2 separate regions of the Mus musculus genome follow, and region 2 is linked to region 1. The links are chromatin contacts, called in public HiChIP or PLAC-seq maps. All regions are on one chromosome and are shown on one strand. Each heading gives the region's core, a stretch centred on a gene start, on an enhancer-like site or on the middle of the called end of the contact. The rest is flanking DNA. Distances are from core to core; before and after follow the strand shown. Region 1 overlaps Myorg (myogenesis regulating glycosidase (putative)). Region 2 overlaps Dnaic1 (dynein, axonemal, intermediate chain 1).

Region 1 (4,935 bases), core at 2,326-4,825:
TGGGCATCTGTTGTCTGAAGAGCTGGTAGGCAGAGAGAAGGTTATCGGGCAGAATGACTGTCTCCCAAAGCAGGAGACTTGAGGATTTATGAGGGAGGGAATGAGCTTGGTAGTCTCGGGATAGGCCTGGAAGCTCAGAAAAGTAGCTGAGCTCAGATGTGGTGGCGTATGCATGAAATCCCAGCTATCTAGAGATTAGGGCAGGAGGACCACAAAATCAGAGCCACTTTTCTGGAATGCGTAAAAAAGAAGCTGAATCCATATCATGCATGCCTTGAGCTTTGGTTGCAACGGTTACAACCTCTCCCGTGGGAGCAGAGAAAAAAGATGGCATAGAGATGGACTTAGATTGATAACTTAAAGCGGGGTACAGTTTGGATGCTAAGAGGGGCAGATCAGAAAAGCAAGATCTTTCCCCAAGCTCCTGACCCAGCCGTAATGTTGGACCCCAGTCCTACCTTCTGACAAACCAGTCTCTGTGACTGAATGTGGCTTTGGGTGTCTTCTTTAATTTCCAGATATCCATCTGGCTGGTCTCAAGATCAAATTCCATGACTAAGCCGGGCGTGGTGGCGCACGCCTTTAATCCCAGCACTTGGGAGGCAGAGGCAGGTGGATTTCTGAGTTCGAGGCCAGCCTGGTCTACAAAGTGAGTTCCAGGACAGCCAGGGCTACACAGAGAAACGCTGTTCCCTTTCCTCTGGCCTTGCCTACTGACTGCACTGTTAAAGGTCTCAAAGCACTGGCTGGACCATTCGCCTTGTGTTATCAGGACGTTAGAAGAGTAAGCCCTTCTTTAGCCAGGGCTTCCTCGTCCTTCTCCAGGGCTCACTGCTTATGCTGGGATCCTGGACACAGCCTAGCTTCCCTGCCTTTAGTTTTCTACCGAGGAAGGACAGAAGCAAACTCTTTCAATTCACATGGGTCTCTCCATTCACAGAGTTCTCACCAATTTGGCAAGCATTGGGGCCTGAGAGAAACGAGAGTAAGTAGGACACCAGCTGTCCTGGACGAGAGTCCTGCCTTTGCCATTTTTCAAGCTCTCGGTCCCTCTACTAGGCTGCAGAAATGGGAATACCGTGAATCAGAAAACTCAGTTTCCTCTCTCTCCCCTCTACAGACTTCAGCCTGACAGATTCAGATGGGCCCCGGAGTGGTGGTTCCTTCCTTCGCTAGGAACTGATGTCCCAGAACCTTCAGGAGACAAGCCAGGCCTACCCCCGACATCGACCTGGTAGCCACGCAGGCCCTAAAAGTCTCAAAGTTACCCCACGAGCAACCATGTACACTTTCCTGCCTGACAATTTTTCACCTGCCAAACCCAAGCCCACTAAAGAGCTGAGACCTCTGCTGTGCTCCGCGGTACTGGGACTGCTACTGGTGTTGGCCGCAGTTGTGGCCTGGTGCTACTACAGTGCCTCCCTACGCAAAGCTGAACGCCTGCGCGCGGAGCTGCTGGACCTGAACCGTGGCGGCTTCTCCATCCGTAACCAGAAGGGTGAGCAAGTCTTCCGCTTGGCCTTCCGTTCCGGTGCTCTAGACCTTGACTCCTGCAGCCGGGATGGTGCGCTGCTTGGCTGCTCCCGAGCGGCCGACGGACGCCCGTTGCACTTCTTTATTCAGACAGTACGACCTAAGGACACTGTAATGTGCTACCGCGTGCGCTGGGAGGAAGCTGTGCCAGGGCGTGCTGTGGAGCACGCGATGTTTCTGGGAGATGCTGCGGCGCACTGGTATGGCGGCGCAGAGATGAGGACGCAACACTGGCCCATCCGCCTAGATGGCCAGCAAGAACCGCAGCCATTTGTCACGAGCGACGTCTATTCATCTGACGCCGCATTCGGGGGCATCCTTGAGCGCTACTGGTTATCTTCACGCGCCGCTGCCATCAAAGTCAATGATTCAGTGCCCTTCCACCTGGGCTGGAATAGCACGGAGCGTTCGATGAGACTGCAGGCACGCTACCACGACACATCTTACAAGCCACCAGCTGGCCGTACTGCCGCGCCAGAGCTCAGCTACCGCGTGTGCGTGGGCTCAGATGTCACTTCCATCCACAAGTACATGGTTCGACGTTACTTCAACAAGCCATCCAGGGTACCAGCGTCAGAGGCCTTCCGAGACCCCATTTGGTCCACGTGGGCACTGCATGGGCGCGCTGTGGACCAGAACAAGGTGCTGCAATTCGCCCAGCAGATCCGCCAGCACCGCTTTAATAGCAGCCACCTGGAAATCGATGACATGTACACGCCCGCCTATGGCGACTTTAATTTCGACGAGGGCAAGTTTCCCAACGCCAGTGACATGTTCCGCCGCCTGCGAGATGCCGGCTTCCGCGTCACACTTTGGGTGCATCCGTTTGTCAACTATAACTCGTCGAGCTTCGGCGAAGGTGTGGAGCGCGAGCTGTTCGTGCGCGAGCCCACGGGCCGGCTGCCCGCGCTGGTGCGCTGGTGGAACGGTATTGGCGCAGTGCTGGACTTCACGCACCCAGAGGCCCGAGAGTGGTTCCAGGGACACCTACGGCGCCTGCGCTTGCGCTACAACGTGACCTCCTTTAAGTTCGACGCGGGTGAGGTCAGCTACCTGCCCAGGGACTTCAGCACCTACAGGCCTCTGTCTGACCCCAGTGTGTGGAGCAGGCGGTACACCGAGATGGCGGAGCCCTTCTTCTCGCTAGCCGAGGTCCGCGTGGGGTACCAGTCACAGAACATCTCCTGCTTCTTCCGTCTAGTGGACCGCGACTCGGTATGGGGCTACGACCTGGGGCTGCGCTCTCTTATCCCTGCGGTGCTCACCGTCAGTATGCTGGGCTATCCGTTCATCTTGCCCGATATGATAGGTGGCAACGCGGTGCCGGAGCGCACAGCCGGCCGCCAAGATGGGCCGGGGCCAGAGCGCGAGCTCTACGTGCGCTGGCTGGAGGTGGCCGCCTTCATGCCTGCCATGCAGTTTTCAATCCCTCCTTGGCAGTACGACGCAGAAGTGGTAGCCATCGCACACAAATTCGCTGCTCTGCGCGCCTCCCTCGTGGCGCCACTGCTGCTAGAGCTTGCTGGTGAGATCACCGACACTGGCGACCCCATCGTGCGCCCCCTGTGGTGGATCGCACCGGGGGATGAAACGGCCCATCGCATTGACTCACAGTTTCTCATCGGGGACACGCTGTTGGTGGCGCCGGTGCTAGAGCCTGGTAAGCAAGAGCGTGATGTCTACCTGCCTGCCGGCAAATGGCGAAGCTACAAGGGTGAACTTTTTGACAAGACGCCGGTGCTGCTCACGGATTACCCTGTCGACCTGGATGAGGTCGCCTATTTCACCTGGGCTTCCTGACCCAGCTCAGAACCTAGGAATCCCACAGCCCTAACCCCAGCCTTCATACAGACTTTTAATCCTCTACCACATGCGAATGCTGAACCCTCAGGAAGACCCACCTCTATACCATCTAGGAAGTGGGCACTGACTTTAAAGCGCTCCAGCCAACAGCTGTAGGTGAGACCTGGGAGGGGAGGAACTGCACCAGCGCACAATCCTAAGAGCCTCGGCTCCTTGCCCATTCACTTCAGTCTGCAGAAAGCCTCTTCCCTGGGTTGTCAGCCAGAAAAAAGGAGAGGTCAAAGGTCTGTTCTTCCTGCTACACAGGGTCTGGTTTTAAAAGTAGAGGGAAACCTCTCCTCCCCTGGTCTTTGTAGCCATCTTTGTCCTCTGAAATGAGGAACCGATCCTCTTTAAAGTTCCCAAATAGTTTTCTACCATATTTAGAAAGTATACGTTTAGCCCAGAGGTGGTGGCGCACGCCTTTAATCCCAGCACTCAGGAGGCAGAGGCAGGTGGATCTTCGAGATCAAGGCCAGCCTGGTCTATAGAGTGAGTTCCAGGACAGCAGAGAAACCCTTCCAAAAACTAAGGAAGGAAGGAAGAAAGGAAGAAGACAAAGTGTACCTCCTTGATGGCAGCAGCTAGGCCATGAGTTCCCAACACACAGTGATTGACCTGGTCCCACTCCATTGGGGAAGAAAAGATACAGATGTTTGGTTTGGCCAGCTGACAAGGAAGCAGTCCATAGAAGAGATGGGCTCAGCCTGAACTAGTTGTCTGTGAAAAGACTCCTAACGTTGCGTTAACATATTTGTATATATGCTGGTCTCAACTTTGGATCTAGACCTGGGGCCAGATGTATCTAGTGGATAGACTTGCAGGGCCATGCAGGCCGGACTCGTTGCCTTAATTCAAGAACCTGTGTCTATGTGTATGTACACATACTTCTGTCAGAGAGAGAGAGACACCCACCATGGGTCTTTGATGCTAGATAAGCCTAGAGGGAAGATAAAGGGGCAGGATCAAGGCTTTGTTTGATCATTGACCTACCCCCCCCCTCAGGTAGATTCCCTAGGACAATGCCAAACCCAGTTTAAGAGTTCCGAAACTGGAGAGTCGGGCTGAGGAACTGAGTTAGGTTGAACTTGGGAAAGCAAGCCCAAGTTCAACCTAACTCCTGCTGTAAAATGGAGAGAACTGTAGCAAATGAACAGCCCTTTAAGATTACCTAGCTGCCTCTCTGAACACACACACACACACACACACACACACACACGCACGCACGCACGCGCGTGCTCTGAGTGAAGCCTTAGTGGGAAAACCATGTTCTAATTCTGGCCGAGATGTGCTTGGCACATGAATGACATTACACACTGATGCCTGCCAACACACGCATGGGGTAAGGGCTTTCATCTCAGTAATTCTCTTGTTCTAAGGAGATCAGCTCCAACTATGGTGGGGTGAGTTTTTCCTGACTTGGAGGCTTGCCAGAGAAGGTGGAGAATGAAGTAGAACTCAGCTTCCCTCTCAGAGCCTGTGCCCGAATCTTTAATGTTCTCTGGGTGAAAGGTCCTGGGGAGAGCTTCGGGGCTCCCCCGATGCCCATCTCCAATGCCA
Region 2 (5,333 bases), core at 2,088-4,587, 120 kb before region 1:
CCCGGTGGCACTTTGGTTCAGGAAGAAAAGTGTTTCTGTCCAAAGATCCCCTTGTAACAGGGCCCCAGACCTTGGCACACCTGACTCCATGATGGAAGTGCCTTTCAGGTCATAAAGCACAGAGACACCAAGTCAGCACAGAGACAGCACCACCAGCCAAAACGAAAGCAAAGGCCTAATCCATCAAAATCCACAGTTCTGGGAAGGTCTCTAATGTGCTTCTGCTTCTGGCTAGCTGTTCTTGTTAACTGAAGTATGTCAGCCTAGGATACAGTTCTTGGGCTTAAAAGTTCTCTCCGAGAAAGGCTACACTGGGGTAATGAGCCGGCTGGCTAAGAACGTTTTTCTATTGGCTTAAACCCAAGTCTGAGCAGTGTTCTCTGGTAGATATCCCACAACAACCCAAGGTCAAAGCCACAGTAGGGGGTCTGCCTTGGAGTAGGTGGAGAGGGGCTGGCAGTACCTCCATTAGAGCTCCTAGGTGAGCCCCAAGGGCTAATTCTCCAGGGGAAGAGATCTAGAGCTGGCCAAGGTTGTTGCTCTCCTCGAAAGGCAGGGACTGGTCACTCCAGCTCCCTCTGTTCGTCAAGCAGACCCCGAGAGCCTACCTGCCTCTCCACCTCCCACCCTTTCGCTCCTAGTTTACCCTGCAAGGTCAGAGACAGCCATTGCTGGGCCCTCCAGATGGCTACCGGCCACCGGGGCTTCTGATTCCAATCTGTCCTCCGCACTAGCCAAGACTGACAAAGGGTAAGAGGAAGAATGAGAGGCGGAAGCGACGGTTGGTGACGTTCAGTGCTACGCTGAGCCCCTTGATGGGCAGTGCTGATGACCGACTTTCTCTACGCAACCCCCCTGGCTCCTGTAGACATGCTCAGTGCTCATGACAAGTGAAGTCAGGAAGGGAGGGTAGGGAGGCCTAGGCTGCTCAGTAACTGAATGGAGGACAATTCTGCTCTACTTGCTGAACCACTGGTACTAGAAGCCTGAATTATGGCCTCCAAAGTTTATAGATGGAGAAAGTGAGTCTCAGAGGGGAAACAGACTATTTGAATGCATAATACACGTCACACAGTGTCCTTCAATAGCTGAAATTCTCTTTCTCTGCTAATCTGGTCTCTTAAATTATTTTCATTTGTTTGTACATGTGCGTGTGTGCGTGCGTGCGTGCGTGTGTGTGTGTGTGTGTGTGTGTGTGTGTGTGTGTGTATGCGCGCGCACATGTACAAACAAATGTCATGCATTTGGCAGTCAGAGGACAATTTGTAGACATCATTTCACTCCTTCTACTCTGGGCTCCAGGCATTAAGCTTAGTATGTCAGGCTTGGCAGCAAGCACCTTTACCTGTTAAGCCCCAGTAATTCAGTCTTTACATGGAAGTGGACAGAGGAAGGGATAGAGACACCCCTAACAGTATGGTGGTTACTGGCAAAGCCAATCCAAGCTTCCAGGCTCTAGACTGCACAGTGTGGAAGGCACAGGGCAGTCAAGCACGATAAAGGGAATGGCCGTGCAGAGAGAAGCAGGGGTCACAAATAAGGCTCACACAGGCACACAACTATGATGGTCACATGCATGCTGGACTTCAGTCACACTTCATCCACTGGCTTTAGTGGTCTTTGTTACTTGCAAGGAAAGGAGTCTTCTGTAATACAGGGCATAGCTCCTAGTCCTGGTTAGAGTATGTTTGTGAATATGTGTTTCAATGCTCCCTTTGTCAAAATACACCAGGAGAGCAAAGAAAAATGTCATCGGACTGCGGTTTCCGCTTGACCTTTGTGAACTCCTCATTCCTGATCTTGGGGGCCCACGGAGATCTCATGATTCCACTTTAAAGGGATACCCAGTGTGACATCACAGCCTCGATCCCCAACACCACATGACATCAACATCTTATTTTCTACCCTTAAATGACAATATTATTAATCAACCCACCAATGGTCCTCTTGTGACATTATCTGTTAGTGTCATACTGCCTAACCATCCAAAAATCCTAGCATGAGATCACCAGCCAGGACACCAGAAGCCTGATGATGTCACTGCTCAGCCACCCAACATTCCCAGTACATCACTAACTGGGTCACCAGTAGTCTCATATGACTTTAGGATCATAAAGTGCCTCTGTTACCAATTAGACCTTAGTCCCTGGGATACTTTGTTCTTAATGCCACAAGATTTCATAGTTCCGATGACCCAGACGGGAGCCCCCTAGCTTTACCTCTGTATAAGAAGACTCTAGTTTGGGAGCAGTGAAGAGATTCTAGAGTCTTCCAGACTATAGGATTTCAGGAATTACATGTGGTTGAGAACAACCGAAAGAGAAACAGGGAGGGGGAAGGCCCAGGAGAGGTCAAGTCTACTCGGGTGATAACCTCCGGGAATCCTTCAGACCATTCAGCTATGAGTGCTCCATCTTCTGAGGAAGTGCTGCTTCCCACCATCAGCATAAAGATTGGGAAAAGAGTAAGGTCAGATGTGGGGCACACCTCAGCTTGTTCTTTCTGGTGATGGAGTTTGGTTCCTTCGAAGTCTGCTCTACTGCATAATCGAGAGACATTCCTGACTCTCCCCTCAATCAGCCACAAGGTTTCAGGCAGGATAATCAGTTCCTCTTGACAGAGCCTTATGTGGTAGCTCTCCTAAAACCACCATCTCAGGGAATGGGACAGTGGGAGGAAAGAAGGGAGGGACTGAGGGAAGGAGGGAAGAATAGAGAGGGGGAGTGAGGGAGGGAGGGGGGGAGGGAGGGAAGGAGGGAGGGAGGGAGAGGGAAAGGGGGTGAGGAAGAGGAAGAGAGACTGACTCTTATTGGGAACTGAATCTAGGTAGTTACTATACCATTGAATCTATCCTTCCTATTTTTTCTTTTGAAGCAGGAATCTCACTAAATTGCCCTGGCTGGCCTTGAACTTATTCTGTAGCCCAGGCAGGCCATGCACCTGCAATCCTACTTCAGTCTCCTGAAGCTAGGTATGGCTTCATGTACGTCTTAATTCTACCATAGACCAAAGCTCTGACTGTCTTCAGCTTCTGCTAGGACAGACTGAATACTATCCAATGAGCAAGTCAGATCAATGTCTTCTTAACTGGAATTTGTTACTGGGGGCCTCAAGCCCACAACTGCCAACCCTGCCTGGTTCCGTTCTCGGTTATGAGGGGTGGGCACTGTAGAGCATTCTGGATGCCCCAGGACTACTCAGGACTCAAAGAGAGCAAGGCAGTGGAGGGCATGTTGGGGCACAAGGCTGAAGCCAGGTCAGTGGTCAGTAGGAGGTAGATGCCAACTGAAGAGACAAAGATACCATGCCAGCCTTGGCTGGCAGGCTTCTCTGTACTGTGGCATCCTAAACGAGGCCAGCCTAGGACTGGTTCCAAGGCAGCAGCTGTCTGATGACTCCCTTATTAAGTCATGCAAGAAGCACTTGGAGGGGGGGTGTGGAGTAGGCAGACTAATGCCCCCCCCACAAATGTCCACATCCTAATCCCTGGAGCCTATAAATATGTCACTTTGTATGGCAAAAGGGACTTTGCAGATGTGATTAAGTTAAAGACCTTGAGATGGGGAGATTATCTTGGATTACCCGGGTGGATTTGATGTAATCGTAAGAGTTCTTATAAGGGAAAGAAGGAGGCAAGCGAGTCAGAGACTCAGATGTGACGGCAGAAGCCGATGTCAGGATGATGCAGTTGCTGGCTGGAAGAGGGCCACAAGCCATGGGATGCAGGCGGCCACTAGGAGCTGGAAGCAGAAAAAGAAACAGGTGCTCCCTGGGGGACGTCCAGAGGGAACACAGCCCTGCTGACACCTGATTTTAACTCCGTGTAATCCATCTTGAGATTCTGGCCTCCAGAACTCAGAAAAAAATGTGTTATTTAAGCCATTGTGTTTGTGGTCGCTTGCTGCTCCAGCAACAGGAAGCAAATGCCAGAGACATTCAGGGAACGGAGGCCCAAACTCTAATTTTAGGACTCAGAACGATGGAGCTTTTTCTCCTGGGGAGATGCAGATGCAGTTCTGGAGTCAGGGGAATAGCCACACTGGCACAACAGAGAAACCCCCTCTCTCTTTCCCACCCCTGGCTCTGCCACCTTGTACTCCAGGAACAGAAATGCCCCCTTGTGTTGGGATTTCCACAGTTCCCATAGGCAGGGGACCAGCCCAGAGCTGGCTCGGAAAAGAGTCTTGATTCTGGAGGTTCTAAACCTCGGGCATGGTCAGAGACATCAGCGCCAGGCTGGCTCAGGCTCTCAGCACGGGTTCCTCGGCACCCTTGTCAGGTTGGGAGCTGTATTTAAATAGTGTGGGAAGTAAGAGCGAGCAAGGCCTTGGAGACAGAACACATCAAGTAGGACATTTAATTTGATTTAGGGAAAATGAGGCAAACATTTGAGAACCTAAATAACTAACCAGTAATTAAACTAACAACGGAATGCCCTTGCATGCCACCCGGCAAGCAGAGTGGCCTTTATGGACTGTATTTACAAAGAGACTTGACAACATAATTAGTCCTGTAAATTTTACGCAGCCCGCAGCTACGGAGTGATGGATTTTGTGTGTGGAGGATGAACAGGGAGAAATGAGGTGGATGAATTTCCATTTTCAGTAAATGAAATTAACACTGCTTAATTAGTGAAGCCAACAAGTAAATGATGGGGAAAGATTTAAACTCTTACGAGTGCATCTCTGGCCTGGGCAAGTTCAAGGGACAGCACAGAAATGAGTTTAGTGCGCAGAGGAGGGCTGCTGTTGGCCTAGCTTGAGGTGCTGCCCCAGAGAAAAGCAGGACTGAAGGACAGCTGCCTCCCTTGCCCTTCCAACATGGGGCCTGCTAGGAAGCTTCCTGCCCCGTCTCCTGTGGGATAGCCTCTCGGAAGCACACAGGCTTTCTACACCTGCTCTGCCATCCCTGCCTGACAGACCATGAGAAGTCTCCATTTCTCTGCTCTGCGCTGGCTAATGAGCTGGAATGGACCCCTTCATTATCACAGGCTGCCACAGTCACATTCCAGCTGTTTCAAGACCATCTCTTCCTGAACAGAATCCTTTTGTCTCCCAATATCCCTCCACCTTCGTTCACCTGCACAGTCTCTTCTGCTCAAGTCCTGGGAATATGTGGTCCAACATATGGGGCACCCACATCTCTCTGCTTTAAGCAGCTCGGACTGGAAGCGGTAGTGGGAAGGCAGGCCTAGATTTGTTGGTTATCCTTCCTTTTCTCTTCTTTTTTGGGGGGAGGGGAAGGAAGAATTGAGATTGGGTTTCTCTGTCTAGCCCTGGCTATCCTGGAACTTTCTCTGTAGACTAGGCTGGCCTTAAACTCACAGAGATCTG

The links. HiChIP or PLAC-seq counts read pairs in DNA pulled down with a chosen protein or histone mark.
Region 2: an H3K4me3 HiChIP or PLAC-seq map of forebrain shows a contact between it and region 1, with 3 times the contacts expected there. The contact joins two enhancer-like sites. A contact is called at or near these places in 13 of 39 promoter capture datasets (the 3T3-L1 cell line, 3T3-L1-derived adipocytes, the C10 cell line and 9 more), 3 of 484 Hi-C or Micro-C datasets (the G1E-ER4 cell line, bone marrow-derived macrophages and cerebral cortex), 14 of 115 datasets of contacts at active chromatin or transcription factors (the NIH/3T3 cell line, astrocytes, craniofacial prominence and 9 more) and 5 of 9 other capture datasets (adipose tissue, embryonic stem cells, liver and 2 more).

Annotation. Positions count from the first base shown.
Region 1 is chr4:41,495,876-41,500,810 of GRCm38.p6, reverse strand. Myorg (myogenesis regulating glycosidase (putative)) reads left to right here. Exons shown (of 2, transcript NM_001085515.2): 2 at 1,121-4,935. The coding sequence starts at 1,183. The coding sequence ends at 3,333. Among named protein-coding and RNA genes, the nearest start is that of Myorg, 4.7 kb to the left of the region's middle. Within about 2 kb of position 3,575, at least 41 of the 459 cell types and tissues checked have an H3K27ac peak or open chromatin away from gene starts, as enhancers often do. A contact at or near this core is called in forebrain, where this site is marked.
Region 2 is chr4:41,617,640-41,622,972 of GRCm38.p6, reverse strand. All of the region lies in intron 12 of Dnaic1 (dynein, axonemal, intermediate chain 1), which reads right to left. Among named protein-coding and RNA genes, the nearest start is that of Enho, 20 kb to the left of the region's middle. Within about 2 kb of position 3,337, at least 33 of the 459 cell types and tissues checked have an H3K27ac peak or open chromatin away from gene starts, as enhancers often do. A contact at or near this core is called in forebrain, where this site is marked.